Regions from separate parts of the Lactuca sativa genome. Here region 2 is linked to region 1. A link is a contact called in public Hi-C data. All regions are on one chromosome and are shown on one strand. The core of a region is the stretch at or near the end of the contact, and the rest is flanking DNA. Distances in the headings are between cores, read along the strand shown. Region 1 holds the start of LOC111919963. Region 2 holds the start of LOC111910157.

Evidence for each region. A called contact is a pair of places that touch in the nucleus more often than the background predicts.
Region 2: a contact with region 1 is called in a Hi-C map of leaf, with 7 times the contacts expected there. The contact joins the promoter of LOC111910157 here to the promoter of LOC111919963 in region 1. A contact is called at or near these places in 4 of 4 Hi-C or Micro-C datasets (bud, leaf and seed).

Annotation. Positions count from the first base shown.
Region 1 is chr5:281,899,599-281,902,222 of Lsat_Salinas_v11, forward strand. It overlaps LOC111919963, which reads right to left and starts at 1,287. Exons shown (of 20, transcript XM_052771695.1): 1 at 1,130-1,287; 2 at 640-946. The coding sequence starts at 734.
Region 2 is chr5:282,036,547-282,039,170 of Lsat_Salinas_v11, forward strand. It overlaps LOC111910157, which reads right to left and starts at 1,331. Exons shown (of 1, transcript XM_023905933.1): 1 at 762-1,331. The coding sequence starts at 1,331. The coding sequence ends at 762. LOC111910177 (protein RICE SALT SENSITIVE 3) reads left to right here. Exons shown (of 7, transcript XM_023905952.3): 7 at 87-759. The coding sequence ends at 593.

The DNA.
Region 1 (2,624 bases), core at 37-2,536:
TACTCATATGGTGCATGATCCGATTTAATATATTTCATATGGGCTGTGATATACTGAGTGGCCCTAGTCGAGTGTATTTCATGGACACCTTTAGTGAAAAATTTCCTTAATGAAAAGCAATATACGGTTACTTTTTCAAGATAACCTAAATACAGAAGTAATGACCTATATCAGTTTCACCAAACTAAATACTAGATTTGATGCAATAATACCTGGTAAAATTACATTTGTACTAATTTTATGATCCCATGAAGGATGCCACTCATGCCATGAAACCACAGCCCACATGGCTTTCATGTCACTGAATGCTCTATTTGAGTTTCAACACTCTCAATACAATATATTCAACTTGCTCCTGATATGTCCAATTGTCCACAACTCCTAAACTTTTTCATGGACTTATAAAACCTTAGCTAAATCATGAATATGCAAGAAGTCACAATTGGGCAGGAACATTCCAATGTTCCCAATTTTTTAAATTCAATCGACTGTTGTTTCTTACTGTGGTCCTATAATAAACAGAAATGCTTTAATAACCCATGCTAGTCAATCCTCCAGTGTTAATTAGTTAATACATGTACATTAAACATATGATGAAAGGAGAATTCAGTACTTGCAGAATGAATTTCCAAGACTTACCCCTTATAGACATCCCCAAAAGATCCCCTTCCAATGAGTTCCAAGTCGCTAAATCGGGATCCTGCTGCCTCCATTATAGCTACTGCGTCTGCCATCTCCACTAAAAGAGTAAACCCCTTTCCTTCTTCAAACAATCATATGGATAACAATGACATGGTATCTGGAATTCCCAATTCCAGCTTGGACTTCACAATGCTTATTGGCCGAGGGTCAATTCACTTATGCTTGAAATCTGAAACACGCATTGAAAAAAGAAAGAGAGATCGCCGCACGATCAGCGATAACTTCGTTCCCACAATTCACACACCTACCAAGTAAAACCAAATAGTATACAATAAGCGTGAGTGGATGACGAAATGAAATCGCAATGTAGTAAGCAAAAGACTCGAAGACGCAATCAATAGAATGATTAGGTATGAGTGAAATGACAGTCAAGCGATTGATTTGAAATTTTTTGCTAGAAGAACAACAATTGAAAGCGAAAGACTACCTTAACCTAAGGATTCTGTGAAATCACTTATTAGGGCTTGGATTGAAGCAGGAGTTAGGGTTTGTGGGATGGAATTAAACACTTGGTGTGAAATTCAAGGAGCTTGAAAGGGGATCAAGATTCAAGAAAGAAACAAATGGAAATGAAAAGTTGTCTGATTCCTGTAAATATTTGGCAGAAATTCTGTAAAAAAAGCCGTTATTTAGGGTACAGGAAGGACGGTAAAAACACATACTCGCACACTCCAAAGCCAATACTCGATTTTTACTTTTTCTTTTTAGTTATAAAAGTTTTTTCTTTATATATGTTTTTTTAGAACGTCAAATCTACTTTAACTATTTTTAATTTAACTTATGTCTTCAATGAGACTTGAACCCTCAATCTCTAGGAGGGAGAACAACATTCGATACCTGGGGCAGAGCTTCAACATTTTATTTGGAGGGCCAGAAATATAATATGCATAAAAATCAGTGAGCAAGGGAGTCACAGCGAAACTTTTATATTTTTTGACCTAATATGTATAAAATTAATATATAGGGGTTACTTCTAACAAAAAATCAAGGGAAGCCACAGCCCCCCCCCCCCTAGATAAGCTTTGTCCCCACCCGATACCGTTAGGCTAGAATTTATTATTGAATTTTTTATTTTCTTAAAAAAAATGTAATTTAAACCGTTTATTTGGAATCCAATGGAGTATTAGTCTTTTTTTTTGGAAACTACGGAATATTATTGAAAAACGAAGCCACTACCCAACAAGCAAGGGACGACAAAGAAGAAAATTACAAAATACTGAAAGGAGAACAACAATAATGCAAAGAAAGAAATTACAAAATACTGAAAGGAGAACAACACCAACTGGAGCAATTACAATCACCTAATCTACCCCTAAACTTCATCCAATTGAAGACCATAGAGATGATCGGCTCCACCGTTTTAGAATTGGAGATGACACATTATTGAAGATCAAATTGTTCCTAGCTCTCCAAATACTCCACATGGAGCCATAAACAATAGAGAGAAGATTTTTTCTTTTCTTATGGCATTGACCCCACTGCACCGCAAAGCATAAGATGTCATGAACCGTGTCGAAAGTAGGTGGGGGATACCACACCACTTGAACATCCAGCCAAGCCAATGTAGTATTAGTCACTAATTTTCTTTCTACATGAATGAAAATAAAATAAAATCTATCATAATAAATAAATATTATTTTTGTCAAATGTCAGCTTTTCATTGAATTTGACATGTGTTATTTTTCTAAAAAATTTCGAATTATTTTTTCCGCTTGCCGTTTTTGTGATTTTTTTCTCTTTTTATTTAAATTTTACCTATTAAATGTCACATCACATTAATTAATTTTAAGGGAAATGACACAAATGACCTACAAAGTTTTTAGGGTTGATCGATTCAGTCCCTAAAGTTTTTGTCGAGCTTTATGAGTCTCTAAACTATGATACGACCTGCTTTTTTAATCATTGTCAATCTGTAATGTCGG
Region 2 (2,624 bases), core at 81-2,580, 140 kb after region 1:
GTGAGTATCTTCTTCTCCTGTGATCCACCATTTTTGATCATCTTTAACCAATGAAAACCAATCTGTATGTGTTTATGTGTGATCAGGTACCTGAAGACCTTCATTTTGTGCTTCGAATGAGACATACCTTTGAATCACTTGGCTACCAATCTGGTTTCTATCTCTCCCAGTTATTTGCATCGACATCTTCAAATCCATTAAAGCAATCAACAGTCCCGATCCACTCACCACCAACCGCCGCCTTTAACTGGGCGGCGCAGAAGCCAATGCAATCGCCAAATTTCCAGAATCCTACAAGACTAGGGTTTGCGCCTAAAGACGAGACTCACATGTTCCTTCTTCCTCATTCATCTGAACCACAAATGGGAAATATGATGGGTTCTGATCATGTTGAAAGCGACATCAAATGGCCTAATGGGCTGTCGTTCTTTAATGCACTCACCGGAAGAAGTGATGACGCGAAGCTTTTATTCAATGCAGAAGAAGGACTCGGTGGTGGAAAGCAGCCAGACGGTGGCCAGAATTTGAATCATGATAAACATAATCCCGAGGCTGCTATGTACACCGATGTTATGGAGAATTTCTTGGAGTGATGTGTTTAGTAATCGTTGTTTTTCGTAATGTTTAGTAGTCGTTTTTAATCGTTTTTAGATGTTTATGTATCTCGTTTGGATTAACTTAGTCAAACTTTTTGATATAAACACTGAATCCACCATGAAATTAGCAAAATTAGAAGGAAAAAACATTGAAAATTGAGCAGTCTAAGGCTCCATAGCATGACAACGTTTGCATGTTGATACAACCCACCGGAAAAACTTCCGGCAATACCCTTTTTTCGGAGTGCATTTCTTCTTCTCCGGCGACCCAATTCTGTTCTCTTCACCTTTTCTTCTCTGGGAAGGCCGGCGGTTTAGCATCGGAACCGGCGCCATGAACTGCCACCTTTGAGCGGGAAGATGATGATAATTGTTACAGTAGCGAACAGGGCTCCGACTTCCTTTTTCAAGGAAGATCTTGCTTTTCACAGCAACTCCGGCGGAAGCGTCACTGGTGCTTGTTCTGGCGCTGCTGCAACTGCTACTGCTGCTGCTGGTTCGGCTGTTAGTACTGTTGCTCCGGGATGACACGAGCGAATCTTTACTACTACTAACGCTGCTGGTTCTTGAAAGGATGAAGCTTCTTGGCTGAATGGGAAAAGTGTGGAGGAGGAATTTGCCATTGGAGAACAAATGGTCTGCTAATTCGGAATCTAATTCCATGTCTGGTGATATCGCCGGAAAAGTGAAGTTGTCGCCGGAGGAATTGCTTTTATGCCGGGGATGATTCTCCATGGTGGTTTAATGTTTATGCATTGGGATGAACAGATTCACAAAACATATATATGATCGGAAAGTTCTTGAATTGAGGGAATGGGACCAATTAGGTCTGTTGTTTTCCCCTAAAGGGAAGGTCATCTGGGGTCGTATGTTTTGCCACATTCATAAAGCTTCAACGTGGCCAACTCCTTAGATTTTGTGATCAAAATGTGACTTCTTTCTAAAAGATACAAAAGATCATAATTGGGAATTAACAATTTTTTTACCCTTTCTTCATAGATGAATTGATAGTTATAATTAATAATGATGGATTCAGATCTTGAAACTTTGTTGCGTAACATTATTATAAGAAAAGGTTATGATAATTGACAAACACCCAACTTCAAACCTAAGGATGGGATGTCATCCTGAATATCGTTATGAAGTTTCTAGTTATGCATGTCAAAACAATATCCATGTTCTTAAACAAGTTGTAGTTATCCATGCGAACACAGTTAAAACCTTGAACAACAAATTTCCATTAAGAGAATTGGAGAAAGAAAATTTTAGCTGATTCGTATATAACAATTTTTCTCCATCACAATAATTTATGTTTTAAAATGTTGTATTATACAACTATATAATGCATGAATTGTTGTGTATGGCAAAAAAATGTTGTATACGAATCACTTCCTTGAAAAACTAGTAGGATTTGGGATCATTAGTTGATTGATTATGAAATGTCAAGTAAATGATGAATGCCACAAAGTCCATATGAGAGTAATGAAAAAGAAAAAGAACCATTATAGTTTTAAAATACGTTTATATCAAATTCCACATAATTACATAAAGAAAAAAAAAGGACAAAAGCATAGTTCAAAAGGATAATGCAAGTTGGATGGATGGCCACATTTTAATGGCCTCTGTTGGGCTCCCACAAGACCAAGTAATGATGAGTGCAACTTAACTTTTCCAAGTTGTCACCAAGAAAAAGCTATAATTCCATAACATTCTTACTGACTATATATAACATATCAAAGATATCGATGTCAAGTTGTTTAAAGTTTTCTTTTGATTTATTTACTCAAACAGTATCAAAATCTTTCATTAGGACTATATATAAGTTATAACCTATCAAGGATATCGACAGATATCGGCGTCATGTTGTTTAAAGTTTTCTTTTGATTTATTTAATCAAACACAGTATCAAAATCTTTCATTAGGAAAATACAAGTAAAATAACAAAAAATATATATATCCCTCAGCTTTGACGCATTGATTCCATCCTTTTTCCTTTTCATATACCATAGCTTTTAGAAATGATCGATC